2 separate regions of the Sus scrofa genome follow, and region 1 is linked to region 2. A link is a contact called in public promoter capture Hi-C data. All regions are on one chromosome and are shown on one strand. The core of a region is the stretch at or near the end of the contact, and the rest is flanking DNA. Distances in the headings are between cores, read along the strand shown. Region 1 holds the start of HEATR1 (HEAT repeat-containing protein 1). Region 2 overlaps MTR (methionine synthase).

Region 1 (7,518 bases), core at 4,025-6,524, 190 kb after region 2:
AAGGTAATATTTTTCGAGAAATAAAAAACTTTATTTAATTGTATTTAAAATGTTGTCATTGTAATCTGTATTTTTCCTTCTTGAAGATAATTCTTTTGAAAACATTGTAAACAAATGAAAAAATAATATAATGTATTGATTTTTACCTAATATATATTTTCCTGAAAATATATTCAAATTGTATATACTTTGAATGTAGCTAAATTTTATTTTTACTTTTTAATCTTTTTGATCATTAAAAAATTTTTAAGTATAGTTGATTTAAAATGCTGTGCCAAAGTGACGCTTTTTTATATTATCTTCCATCATGGTCTATCTCAAGAGACTGGACATAGTTCCCTGTGCTGTACAGTAGGACCTCATTGCTTATTCATTCTAAATGTAATAGTTTGCACCTACTAACCCATTTTTGATCAGTTTTGCCAATAGAATACAATCTGTGGAAATCTGAACTCAACAACATAACTGGTAATATTGCTGAAATGAAGGCAAATTTTATGGGCTAACTATATAGGAAATGCATTAGCTCTATACATCCTTGTTACTCATCCAAAATCATCAGCTTGGAGTTCCCATTGTGGCTCAGTGGAAACGAGTCTGACTAGCATCCATGAGGACGCAGGTTTGATCCCTGGCCTCACTCAGTGAGTTAAGGATCTGGCATTGCCGTGAGCTGTGGTGTAGGTTGCAGACTCGGCTGGGATCCCGAATTGCTGTGGCTGTGGTGTAGGCCGGCAGCTGTAGCTCCAACTGGACCCCTAGACTGGGAACCTCCATATGCTGTGGATGTGGCCCTAAAAAAGATTAAAAAAAGAGTTCCCATCATGGCGCAGTGGTTAACGAATCCGAGTAGGAACCATGAGGTTGCGGGTTCGATTCCTGGCCTTGCTCAGTGGTTTAAGGATCTGGCATTGCCGTGAGCTGTGGTGTAGGTTGCAGACGCGGCTCGGATCCCACGTTGCTGTGACTCTGGTGTAGGCTGGCAGCTACAGCTCTGATTAGACCCCGAGCCTGGGAACCTCCATATGCCGAGGGAGCAGCTCAAGAAATGGCAAGAAGACAAAAAAAAAAAAAAAAAAAGATTAAAAAAAAAAGTTTAAAAGAAAAAAAAAAATCATCAGCCAATCAACATTGTACCCAGACAGGGGCAATAGTAATCAAATGTTGTCATCTTTTGTATTTTACTATCTCTCAGCCATATGAAAACATTTTTATTTCGTAATTATAATTGTTTACTTGTCAAAGTTGGGGTTTATAACATAGTCTAGGTAACAATGTGTTAGGTTGATTTATAAATTTTAAGTATTTAGATTGACAGGTGAGTCTCCATCTGTACTCTCATCCAGGCTTCAACAACTTAGAGGCAGGCTCCCTTCCATCCTATGTGAAGCCAGTATTCTAATGAGGGGCTGCATAAGTAAGTAAACAAACAAATCAGATTGTTTCAGGGAGTTGTAAGTGCTGTGAAGAAAATACAAGCTTGGTATCACTGATGGGCAGAAAGAACCCTGTTGTGATTGGAGCAGAGTAAACGTCAAGATCAATCTAATCTGGGTTATCTCCTCTTTATCAAAACTCATCATTCAGGAGTTCCCACTATAGCTCAGTGGATTAAAGATCTGGTATTGCCATACCTGTGGCTCTGATTTGATCCCTGGCCCATATGCAGCATGTGCGGCCAAAAAAGAAAAAAGAAAAAAAAAGACCCATCATTCAGGTCTTAGCTTAAATATTGCCTCCTTAGAGAAACTTCTCCAACCACTCAAACTAACGATGGCCTCCCTCTGTTACCCCTAACACATGGCTTTGTATTATTGTCATCAGAACCCTTATGACGTTATCTGATGGTTTTCTGATTTATCTATTTATCTATCTCTTACTGTCTCTTCCTGGTGGAATTTAAGTTCCATAAAAGCAGAGAATTTACATGTCTTGTCTACCACCACCATATGCCTAGCCTGGTCTAAAGTACACAGGAACTGAATCAAAGTCTTCGCAATCTGGACTGAAAGGGAGTGGGGTGAGGGAGGGCAAACATTCTTTTAAAAAGAACTAATTCAGGAGTTCCCGTCGTGGCGAAGTGGTTAACGAATCCGACTAGGAACCATGAGATTGCGGGTTCGGTCCCTGCACTTGCTCAGTGGGTTAACGATCCGGCGTTGCTGTGAGCTGTGGTGTAGGTTGCAGATGCGGCTCGGATCCTGCGTTGCTGTGGCTCTGGCGTAGGCTGGTGGCTACAGCTCCGATTCAACCCCTAGCCTGGGAACCTCCATATGCCGCGGGAGCGGCCCAAGAAATAGCAACAACAACAACAACAAAAGACAAAAAGGCAAAAAAATAAAATAAATAAATAAATAAATAAAAAGAACTAATTCATGGAGTTCCCTTGTGGCTTAGTAGGTTAAGGACCTGACGTTATCACTGCTGTGGTGAAGGTTCAGTCCCTGCTCTGCGAACTTCTGCATGCCGTGGGCACAGCCAAAAACAAAAACAAACAAACAAAAAACCAAAAAAAAAAAAAAACAACCCAATTCATTCATTCAGGTCACTCTTACAAATGGGGTAGAGTCCTTGCCATGAACAAAGGTTGAAATAAGAGGCAGAATTCATTACTCTGCCATATGATACTCCCGCATCAGAAGAAAGTATAGTTAAAATAACATCTCTGAAAATAGTATTTACCCTTACATCAAGAAATATGTATCACTATGGCTAAAATTTTGGATTTAAAGAATGAAAAATGGTAAAAGGTATGAAAAGGATTGCAGAGTTACAATGAACTATAAAGGATATTTTAAATTCAAATAACAACTGAGAAAGAAAGCTTGCTCTGGTCTTCTGCTAAATAATCAAACTGGGAGACAGGGTTATGATCACAAAAACTGAGGAGGCTATAATCAGAAAACAATCACAAATATATCCAAAGGATTCTCTTAAAATGGAGAAAAAGATCTACTTTGAGGGGAGTTCCTGTTGTGGCTCAGTGGAAACGAATCTGACTAGTATCTGTGAGGATGTGTGTTTGATCCCTGGCTTAGCCTAGTGGGTTGGGGATCCGGCGTTGCTGTGAGTTGTGGTGTAGGTTACAGACGCAGCTTGGATCCCCGGTTGTTGTGGCATAGGCGTGCAGCTATAGCTCGGATTTGACCCCTAGCCTGGTAACTTCCATACGCCATGAGTGCAGCCCAAAAGATATACTTTAAGATCACAACGTATTTCTTCAAACCAAAGCTTTTTTAAAAAACATTATTACACTTACAAATATCTGACTTGTTCTTCATACTTTCCTAATTTACTTCCAAAGTAAAATTCAGGAGTGTTCTTGTGACATAGTGAATTAAGGATCTGGTGTTGTCACTGCAGCTGCACCAGTTGTTGCTGTGGCACAGGTTCAGTCCTTGGCCTAGGAATTTCCTCATGCCTGAGTGTGGCCAAAAACAAAACAAAACAAAGTAAAATTAAGCACGATATCACATACCCTTGGAACTGATATAAAGATAATTGAACCAAATACCATGGCACTTTTCTGTTTATTTTCGCTTTGATAAAGTTTTTAAAAATATGAGGATTTGGGAGTTCCTGTTGTGGTGCAGTGGTAACGAACCCGACTAGAATCCATGAGGACTCGGGTTGCAACCCTGGCCCCACTCAGTGGGTTAAGAATCTAGCGCTGCTCTGAGCTGTGGTGCAGGTTCTCAGACAGGCTAGGATCTGGTATTGCTGTTGGCACTGGCCAGCAGCTGAAGCTCCAATTCACCCTCTAGCCTGGGGACTTCCATGTGCCACAAGTGCAGCCTTAAAAATAAATAAATAAATGCAGTTTTTAAAAAAATGAGGATTTTTTTAGTGAGAAAAAACCAAATATGCCTTGTGGATAAAACAGACCTGCCTGATATTTATTTCTCACTACTTTCATTTCTCCCAAAGCTGACTGCTTTTATAAAGAACGAAAAAAATTCATTTGAGACATCTATTTGTAAGGATGAAAGAGGTACCACCGGAACTTAAAAACTCATGTTATTCTATGCAAGGCAGTCAACACCACATGTTGAAGATCACTAACAATCTGTAGAAACAACCAAAACGATTTTGTTCTTTGTTACAGCAAAGCAACAACAAAAGATAGTGTTTGTAAAAGGAAGAGATCTTCAGAAGTACAGAAGGGAGGCCCCCAGATTGGAACTATGTTTCCAGCCATCGCCAGTGAAGACGACTGACATCTTGTCACGGAAAAGCTCCACCTTCTAAGAGAAAGGAAAGCATCCAAAAAAAGGTGGGTAGGACATCCCGTCTCAATCCTGCCTCTCTGCACCTTCTCAGAGAAGCTGGGGAGGCAGCACAGAGCGCTCTCTCCACAGACTGCAGTATATCCATCCATAGGGGAAACTCTTTGGCAACATCGGCCTACAGTGACACCAAGACCAATGGTTGGTTACCTTGAGCAAGGAGTGGAGTGGGCATCACAGCAAAGGCGCAAAGTGATGGAAACTTCCTATGTCTGGAATGGGGAGAGGGAGAGAGAGATGCCTACTTACTTTTTTGTTAAAAACTCATCAAATAGCTAAAGTTTGAGATTTAGTTTGTAAATGATATCCAGGGTCAGTGAAAAACAAAACAAAAAACAACAGCGCGTGGTCTTCAGGAATGCCAACTGCAGGGATGGGATGGCCCCAAGCTCCAGAACGGTTGTGCCCAGCATTTACAGGGCAGCTCGCACTGAGACCAGCTCCTATCAAGAAATTCTCAGCCTGTTTCCACCTTATTAGAGAAGATAAACTGAGAAATGAGAATTCGGTGTAGCTCAAATGTAAGGATGAAAGATGTACACCGGCACTTAAAAAACTCGTGTTATTCTACACAAGGCAATCAACACCACATGTTGGAGATCTGTAGAAATAACCGAAAAGATGCTTTTCTTTGTTAAAGCAAAGCCACAGGAAAAGATATTGTTTGTAAAAGGAAGGGGCTCGCACGGATCTGTGAATTCGGGCTGTGAGTTCACAGCCCACAGTTTTAACCACTGCGCGATGCTGCTGGTCCTTAAAGCTGGATAAATATGTATTGAATGAATAATTCCTGCTACAGACCTTAAGGCTCACAAAAGGCCCACCCAGAAACGGTAACTTCCAGCTACCTGCCGAGAATCGACCGCTACCCCACGGTAGGGTCGGGATTCCGAGCCTAAAGTCTGGCGCGGCGGGGGGGCGGAGTTTCGCCGCCGGGAGGTGGAGTCGACTTTTCTCAATTTGGCAAGCTTGTACCTCTTCTCTTGCCGTAGTGCCCGAAACCGGAAGCTCGCCTAAGGCGTGCTTTACATTTCCGGGCGAAAGCTGGATTTTTTTGGTACCATGTGGGAGCACTTGTGAAGATTCGCAGGCTTCTAAATCCTGCCCGAAGTCGAGCTCCAGGTGAGCAAGAGTTGTGGGTCTGGGCGGCATCGCGGGTTTTCGAGTCTCCGCGGATTCGGGGCTGAGACACGCGTGGCGCGGCCGCTGAGGCTGTACTTCAGCTGTTAACGCTGTTGCTGTAGTGTCCGCGACCGCGCTGCGTGCGGAGGAAAGTTGCTATTTGCGGTTAAGCCACCTTAAGATTTTGTGGACGCTTCTCACGGTGGTTATGTTTCTTAGCCTGCGTTTTTTAGAAGTCCTCTGGCGTGAAAGATGACGTCCTTAGCCCAGCAGCTCCAGAGACTCGCTCTCCCTCAAAGTGATCCCAGTCTCTTATCCAGAGATGAAGTTGCCTCTTTGTTGTTTGACCCCAAGGAAGCGGCCACCGTCGACAGGGACACGGCCTTTGCCATTGGTGAGCTACCCTTTAAATTAAAAAAACTCTGGGAAGCTTGCGTCCTGGGTGTTGCTGTATTTTCTTGTTTTCTGACCCGCCCTCTTCCTTAGCGGCTTCTAACTTGCTAACTTGACTTAATTTTATTAAAGGAAAGAAAATAGCAGTCACTTGTTAAGATGTCTTAAGTGTGTCTATAGGCAGCGGAACTTGAATTCCACAGATAAAGTTAAGGAGTAGAGAGGAAGAACAGCTAAAAGTGGCTGGAGGTTAGGGGAGGTGTCTTCCCCGGATTAGTCAGGTTATAATATTGAAATTGTATTGAGGAAAAAAAGAAGGCCCCCTGCCAGGGGTACTTTCTATTTTCCTGATTCATGAGGATGGAACTTATTTTCTTTGTTGGAAACTAGAAACCTGTGTTTGGGACTGTATTACAGATTACATGTGCTAAAAGAATTCACATTTTTAGGGATAAGTAAAACAGTAAAAGAAGAGTAAGACGAGTTTGCTTGCAAAGATTTGTTAATTTAACTGGCCTTTTCCTAGGATGCACTGGCCTGGAAGAGCTGCTTGGAATTGATCCTTCCTTTGAACAGTTTGAAGCACCGTTGTTCAGCCAGCTAGCAAAAACCTTGGAGCGCAGCGTTCAGACCAAAACAGTGAACAAACAGCTGGATGAAAACATTTCATTATTTCTTATTCACTTGTCCCCTTACTTCCTGCTGAAGCCAGCACAGAAGTGTCTGGAGTGGTTGATTCACAGGTAGCAAATGGAATTACAAAAGTAATTATGGGCTGCTAACATTGATCTCTTTTAAAAATCAAGTAGCGAGAACATTTATCAATTTAAAGTTGAAAAATTAGGTGTATCAGGAGGTTAACATGATTTGTATTGGGTGAGATAAGCATGCCCTTCTATTATTGAACTCATTTTTACCAATAGTGAAAAGTAGAACTATTAAAGATCTTGGGTATGTAGTCTAACCTCATTAGTTCTAAGGAGTTCATGTCAGTTTGCTGTTCTAAATTGTCACTGCATATTTGGAACAAAGGTTATTAGTAAAATTTCTTTCTCGCCAAAATAACAACAACAACAAAAAAAATGGTTTGGAAAGAGGATAATGGTATTATCTAAAATACCCCAACTTAAGAAAAATAGTAGTGGCTAATGTGTATTGAACATTTATACACCAGGCCTTGTGGTAAGCACTTTGCATGTATTATCTTGGTGCTCACATCATTCAGTGGGGAGATGCTTCTGTTAGCCTGCCACAACAGGAATTCCTGATATTTTAAAATGCTACTACATAAGAATAGTATTGTTAGTACAGGGAGTATAGTACTCTCTGTTGAGGAGTACTTTAATGCTTATTAAGTGCTCTATACCGTGATTATGGTTATTTGGTTATTTTAAATGGGTTTAGTTCATTTCATTGATACACAGTTTGGACATGTGAGGAAAGACATGCTTTTAAGTTTTGTGTCACCTCTACCTGTTTGCTTTTTTCCCCAGGTTCCATATCCATCTTTATAATCAAGATAGCCTCATCGCTTGCATTCTGCCATACCACGAGACAAGAATATTTGTGCGAGTTATACAGCTTCTAAAAATTAATAATTCAAAGCACAAATGGTTCTGGCTGTTGCCAGTTAAGGTATGATTGTTGAATGACACATATCTATAATCATTGCAATCCTTAATTAAAGATATAATTTGGAAAAAATCAAGTCATTAGT
Region 2 (7,513 bases), core at 1,200-3,699:
CACAGATCTTAACAACTTTTATAAAAATTAACTCAAAATAGATCATAGATCTAAATGTAAACTGTAAAACTATTAAAGATATAAAGATATATATAAAGTAACACCATAGAAAAATATAGGTGACCATGAGTTTGACAATGAGTTTTTAGGTACAGCACCAAAAGTAGACTCTATGAAAAAAAAAATTGATAAGCTATATGTCACTGAAATTAAAAACGTCTGCTCAGCGAAAGATATGGTTAAGGGCATGAAAAAACAAACCACAGACGGGGAGGAAATATTTACAAAACACACATCTGGAATCCAAAATATTCTTTTTTTAATTCTTAAAACAACAACAGGAGTTCCCACTGTGACACAATGGATTGGCAGCAGGACATGGGCTCAATCTCCAGCCTGGCACGGTGAGTTGGTTAAAGGATCCAACTGTTGCTGCAGCTGTGGTGTAGTTCACAACTGCGGCTCGGATCTGATCCCTGGCCTGGGAACTCCATATGCCATGGGGCAGTCAAAATGGACAAACAAACAAGAAAACAACCCAACTAAAAAAATAAGCAAAAGATCTGAACATCAACAGCTACCTGGAGGTGTTATTGCCAGAATTAAAAGAGAACTCTCAAAACAAACTTAGAATGAAGGCTGGCACAAAGCAAATTCTCAACAAAGATCTATGACTCTTATTTTTGTGGCCAAGGCTATAATAAAAGTAAACAGAGTGCTCTGAGAAGAACATCAGTCTGGGCTGGTAAGAGAAGAAGGTACCCAGGAGCGGACTCCAGAGATGAGTCTGAAAGGCTCACGTGTGGGGTGAGGATAGGCGGCAGGCACGGCCTCCAGCAGAAGTGCAGGAGGAGGTGTAGGCGGAAGTCGCATGTACTCTCAGAGCTTCCATCTCACTCACAGTACATAAGTGAACCCATGTGATCAGAAAAATAGGGAGATGCTCTACTTTAAAATATACTGTAAAAGTCATGTTAATTTTTTTTTGGCGGGGTGGGGGGGCCCACACCCATGGCATATGGAAGTTCGGAGGCCAGGGACTGAATCTGCTCCACAATAGAGACCTGAGCCACGGCAGTAACAATGCCAGGTCCTTAACCTGCTGCACCACAGAGGAACTCCGGCTACGGTAAGATAAAAGTGTGAGCTTTAGAATTCCCACCTCATTCCAGGCCAGACTGCTTCTGGTTGCTCCGCAAACAGAGAGTGTAAAAACCTTGCAGAGCACTGCTCCCAAAATCTAAGAGCTGATAACAGATTTAAAGTGTTTTCACTGGGCCCAGCCAGTCTTAAACTCAAAGGGGAACACTTACAGACAACTATCTGTCTGGCCCAGGAGGCAGGAGAACTCCCCCATTCCCTCAAACTGACCCATTTAGGCAGTGGTCTTCTGAAGTCCTAAGGGCTGCTGGACTGTACCTCAAGGAAGGCCAATACCTCATGCAAGTGGAACCGTGGAAACATGCAGAAAGACACCCCCTCTCGGGTCAATGTCTGGAAGCCAGCAAAAGAGACCTCCCCAAAGGAGTGGGGTCAGGAATGCGTACTCACCAGAGGGGGTCTGCATGAGACACACTGATGACAAATGCCTCTCCGGTCTGGCCAGAGAGAGTCCGCCCACTTTTATCAACAATTGTCCCTGAAATCTGAATTGACACAGTAAATCCAGTCAACAACACAGACTTAAGACACAGTCACAGAAACAGAACAAAGTGAGTAAGGTGATTTTCTCTGTTCCCATACAAAAAAGAGAACTGTGGCACTCCGACCCCAAGGCAGTCAGAACAGATGAATGCCAAGGGCCCAGGGGAGGCCTTGGAAAGCCACAGAAGCATAGAAAAGGGAAAGTCATGGAGGCAAAAGCAGAGCCCGGAAAAGCTCCAGGGTTCAGACCTCTGGGCCTATGGGAGAAGACTCACCCACAATAACTCAGGTTATCCTGCTCTTGCTGTTAAACATCTGGTGTGTCTAACGCCCCTTGTTTGATTTTAGTATACTCTCACCCGGCCAGGTGGCTGCCCATTGCTTTCATAAGCTGGCACTCTGCAGCCTCTGTTGGTGGCCTCACCATCAGCACCAAGCCTGTCCCTCCTCGGGCCCTAACAAGAGGGAGCCTTGGCTTCGAGGACCAGTTCAGCCAGGCTTCTATGGAACAGCCTGCCTTCACAACCACCTCTGGACCCACCCACTCTCCACATGCTACAGATAAGGCTGTGACTGGTCTAGAGGTGGTGGTCTGAGGAGATTAAGACAGGTGCTTCCTAAAAGGTACTGTCAATAGAATAGGTCCATGCCAGGAAAACAAAAACCCCACCCTCAAAATGACAATATTAGCAAAGAACAAAGTTCACCATGCAAATAATTTAGAACTTACAAAGATAGGTCGGGGAGCATACTCCTCTTCAAAAAGTTTCTGGACTGCGAACAAAGCTGCCTGTCAGGGGGAAAAAAGGACATTTTCAACTCTGAGAGACTGTGTCAAAGGTCAGTCTAGGTGGCGGAGCAGAACACTCCTGCTACCAAGACCTCTTCAGATAAGATACAGTCATGTTCTCCAGGGAAAAGAAACTCATGCTCCCGGCAGCCTTTCCTGAGGCACATGTCACAACAAACCAATGCTGATGGCAAGTTCACCCAACCAGGGGTCCTCTGAGGAGAGCTGAAGAACAACTCTTCTTCCTCTCCGTCAAAATTAAAAATACATAATGAAGGGAGTTCCTATCATGGCACAGTGGTTAATGAATTCGACAAGGAACCATGAGGTTGCGGGTTTGATCCCTGGCCTTGCTCAGTGGGTTAAGGATCTGGCATTGCCGTGAGCTGTGGTGTAGGTTGCAGACGCGGCTCGGATCCTGCCTTGCTGTGGCTCTGGTGTAGGCCAGTGGCTACAGCTCCGATTCGACCCCTAGCCTGGGAACCTCCATATGCCACAGGAGCGGCCCTAGAAAAGACAAAAAATAAATAAAAATAAAAATACATAATGACGAAGCCTCTCCTTTCCACAGCCTCACATACACACAGCAGGGACAGGAACCCACAGTGTGCCTCCCTGCAGAAAAGAGTACAAACTAGAATAGCTAAAATGGCTAGAACGGGCTATAAAGGCACAATCTCACGTCAATCTGTCCTGTCCATGTTTTGTTAAGTTCCAGGACCCACCCACAGACACCGAGACCCTCCAATGCTCAGGGCCCTTCCACATGGCAACCCGCACACGTGGAGGGAACAACCATACAAATTAAAACTACAGTGAGGTAGTGCTTTTCACCTTTTGGATTGAAAAAGAGCAAGAAGTTCAAGACAGACGGTATGGTGAAGGCAGCACTACTGCACACTGCTTGCTGACTACAGTATAAATGAGTTCAATCTTGGAGGTTAATCTGACACTAAAGATCAAAATAAGCATTGCCCATACCCTTTGACCCAGCAATTTCACTTGTAGAAACTTACCCTCAGATACACTGTGCAAAAACATATACATGAGGATATCTGCTTTCTATTCCACACACTTACATACTTTTGTACAAATATAAGGAATATAAGCACAAACGCATACATATACGCACACTTTTATCTGCATGCAACCTCTTCCAGGACCACTCACTGTCCCTGAGGAAGACGGCTGGATTCCCGGGAATAGGATATGGAAGCATATTTACTTTTCACTCCATATGTTTATGTAAATTTGAATTTTAGAACCATGCACATATAATTATTACCTATGTACATAAAGTAACTATATAAAAATATTCAGTTCCATAATTTTTTTAAAAAACATTTTGTGAAAGAAAAATAACCTTTTGAAGTTTCCTTCATTCTACTGGACTCAGTTTAAAATGTTCGAAAATAAAAATGGGGAGTTTCCTCTGTGGCTCAGTGGTTAATGAACCCGACTAGGACCCATAAGGATGCAGGTTTGGTCCCTGGCCTCACTCAGTGGGTTAAGGATCTGGCAGTGCTGTGAGCTGTGGTGTAGGTCTCAGACGTGGCTTGGATCCTGTGTTGCTGTGGCTGTGGCTTAGGCTGGCAGCTATAGCTCTGATTCAACCCCTAGCCTGGGAACTTCCATATGCCTTGGGTGCAGTCCTAAAAAACAAACAAACAAACAAAAAGGAATCAAGGCATTTTCTTTAGCTTTAATAATGGCCATTCTAGTCTCCTTACTCCATTAGGGGGTGTACCCCAGCCCCCACCCCAGCAGTCCCTTTTTTCCCCTTTAACTCACCTTGGCATTGGCAGTGTCAAAAATAGTTTCAATGAGTAAGATGTCAACCCCACCATCCAGAAGCCCCTTGGCTTGCTCTTTGTATGCTTCAACAAGCTCATCAAATGCTGCAAAAAAAATAAACCACATCCAAGACATCAGTCATCAACATCCTCTGAATGGCCAAGACATGTCGAATTCAGGTCTGGCACCAGGGGGTCTACCGCTGGTTTAGAACTCATAATTTAAGGGTCACACCACCTTGTGTAAGAAAAAAAGAAACATAGCAATGATGGTCATTAAGCCAGCAAACTGCATTCAGTTGCTCCTAAACACCTGGCACCCAAGCTCACTGCCCATGTATGAGCTGAGAACGAGTGGCTGGGTGTGAAGGTGCATTTCTTTTTTTTTTTGTCTTTTTTTGCTATTTCTTGGGCCCCTCCCACGGCATATGGAGGTTCCCAGGCTAGGGGTCGAATCGGAGCTGTAGCCACCGGCCTACACCAGAGCCACAGCAAGGCAGGATCCAAGCCGCATCTGCAACCTACACCACAGCTTACGGCAATGCCAGATCCTTAACCCACTGAGCAAGGCCAGGGATCGAACCCGCAACCTCATGGTTCCTAGTCGGATTCGTTAACCACTACGCCACTACGGGAACTCCGAAGGTACATTTCTTGAAGCTCTGTCTCTTTCCTTCGAGATCTTTAAAATAGGTCTTTCTGGAAGTTCCCATGTGACGCAGTGGGTTAAGGAGCCGGCATGGCCGCAGCTGTGGCGCAATTTGAAACCATGGCAGAGATTAGATCCTTGGCCCAGGAATTTCCACAAGCAGCATGTGCAGCCAAAAAAAACCCAAAAACCCAGATCTTTCTTTCCAGGGATTGTCTTCATTAGTCACTTCAGGGATGAGCGGCTGGAATACCTAAAGAAATATGTACTTTGAGCTGGAAAGAGCCCCATTTGAGCAGGATTCTCTCTCAGCCTCTGTTAAAGGTCGGCTATCTGCAGACTGTGCTCCCGCCTCTGACACCAACTACTGCCAGAGAAAAACCTGCCTGGTGGGCAGTTTCAGTCTGAAACAACAAGTGTTCAATCATTCCTAGATTACCTTTTTTTTTTTTTAAAGGCTGCACCCACAGCATATGGAAATTCCCAGGCCAGGGACAGAATCCTAGCTGCAGCTGCAACACACACCACAGCTGCAGTAACGCCAGATCCTTTTAACCCTCTGGGCCAGGCCAGGAATCAAATCTGAGCCCCCACAGCAACCCGAGCCACAGCAGTCGGATTCTTAACTCACTGTGCCACAGCGGAAACTTCTCCCTAGGTAACATTTTTGTTAGACATGTCTTGAGTTGTCTATTTTCATCTGAGAGGTCAGCCCTCTCCCTGTTTTACCTCTCACCCAAGAAAGATGCTCATCTATTCAAAGATGCTTCATCTATGTAAAATGAAGAGAAGCTACTTCATCTTACACAGCACAAGAGAAAGGAAACATCAGCTCCTTGCTGTCCTAACTAGACCAAAGGGAGCACCGACCAAACATAAGCACAGAATGAGCAACCCTGGTGGGAAAGTGTGGTACCATGTAACCCAGACCTACAAACCACACCTGCCTGAATTTGTCACCCACACAAAATTCATAATATCATTACTATTCAGCTCTGATCATTTAATTCTTTTGGGGTTTTTGTAGTCTGATGCTTAAGAAATTGACCAAAATTTCTAAATTTTTTGTAAAATTTCAATGAAAGTACACGTATAGATGCTAGTTTATAATATTTATAATGCTAGTGTGTTTATACAGTTTAGACTGCCTTCTGGTGAATAAAATAGGGGTCTAGTGGATTATTCTGTAATAGACCAAGGCCTGGTATCTACATTTGCTCACTTTCTCAGTTTAAAGTTTTACTTTGATTGGTTTTATTTCCAGAGCTGATAAAGAAGCACAAACACAACAACACACACCTTTGAAAGCAGGCATGAAACATATAATACTGATACTTCGACTAATAATAGTTCACTTTTTATTTAGGTGTCGACCGTATCTCAGGGACTACTGTAAGCCTGGAAGTCACAATAACCCTGAAGTAGATGCTAGTGTTGGCCTGCATTTTACAGATGCACACACTGCTGAAACAAAGAGGTACTTGCCCAAGGTCAGTGACTGTATATGATACTCACTGATGTTCCTGTAATCTGGTTTTTCCACAGATGGGGACACAGACAGGGTCTTGTTAGTTGGACCAAGAGCTCCTGCCACAAACCTCTTAATTCCTTTGGGAAAAGAAAAACAACTGTGAAATTCCTGAATAGCTGGACCTTTCTATTGTGAATCAACAGGCTATCAGCTTTTCCCCAGAACACAGGTATACAATCCTTTGTCCAACACTCTGATATCCAAAGGGCACAAAAGCAGTTTTTTTCTTAATCCATTAGACAACAACACTTGACCTCTCCTGAACTATAAGAGGCTATTGATAGTCTTTACCGCACTTAGTGGATGATTCATAGTAATTTTACCATGAATAGTAAATAGATGTTTGATTATGAGGTGAGGGTTGTCCTGGATCCCACTGGGGGAAATGATGAAGCCAACCCCAAAATTCTGGATTCTCACACAACTGGCTTCAAAGCATTTCAGTTAGTGATCCTTTTCTATCACCAAAGCTATGCTTGGACAAATTTTCCCTCCCCTATTAACTTAACATAGGTTCTGCAAAAGTTCCTCACAGCAGACTGGCCTTAAAACACTCTCCACTGTTGTACTGCAGGGCCTTTGCTGGGGGGGGATATTAAATCATGATTAACAATTATAAAGTCTGAAATTAAAGTATGAAACAGATCAAATCATACTTTAATAACTCTTTCAAGAATTTCTTTTTTTTTTTTTTTTTTTTGTCTTTTTGTCCTTTCAGGGCCGCACCCACGGCATATGGAGGTTCCCAGGCTAGGGGTCTAATCGGAGCTGTTGCTGCCGGCCTACGCCACAGCCACAGCAACGCAGGATCCAAGTGGCGTCTGCGACCTACACCATGGCTCACAGCAATGCGGAATCCTTAACCCACTGAGTGGGGCCAGGGATCGAACCCTCAACCTCATGGTTCCTAGTCAGATTCGTTTGCACTGTGCCATGATGGGAAGAATTCTTTAATAGGAGTTCCTGTCGTGGCACAGTGGTTAACGAATCTGACTAGGAACCATGAGGTGGCAGGTTCAATCTCTGGCCTTGCCATGAGTTGTGGTGTAGGTTGCAGACACCACTCGGATCCCGAGTTGCTATGGCTCTGGGGTAGGCCAGTGGCT

Evidence for each region. Promoter capture Hi-C pulls out the DNA fragments that hold promoters and counts their contacts.
Region 1: a contact with region 2 is called in a promoter capture Hi-C map of liver, with 2.7 times the contacts expected there. The contact joins the promoter of HEATR1 here to the enhancer-like site in region 2. A contact is called at or near these places in 2 of 5 promoter capture datasets (fetal skeletal muscle and liver), 3 of 47 Hi-C or Micro-C datasets (epiblast stem cells, liver and skeletal muscle) and 2 of 2 datasets of contacts at active chromatin or transcription factors (alveolar macrophages and skeletal muscle).

The regions. Positions count from the first base shown.
Region 1 is chr14:54,815,799-54,823,316 of Sscrofa11.1, forward strand. HEATR1 (HEAT repeat-containing protein 1) reads left to right here and starts at 5,275. Exons shown (of 46, transcript XM_021073757.1): 1 at 5,275-5,408; 2 at 5,628-5,802; 3 at 6,328-6,544; 4 at 7,295-7,436. The coding sequence starts at 5,661.
Region 2 is chr14:54,626,187-54,633,699 of Sscrofa11.1, forward strand. MTR (methionine synthase) reads right to left here. Exons shown (of 33, transcript XM_021073435.1): 5 at 6,392-6,484; 6 at 4,226-4,332; 7 at 2,375-2,434; 8 at 1,552-1,646. Among named protein-coding and RNA genes, the nearest start is that of MTR, 23 kb to the right of the region's middle. Within about 2 kb of position 2,450, at least 6 of the 83 cell types and tissues checked have an H3K27ac peak or open chromatin away from gene starts, as enhancers often do. A contact at or near this core is called in liver, where this site is marked.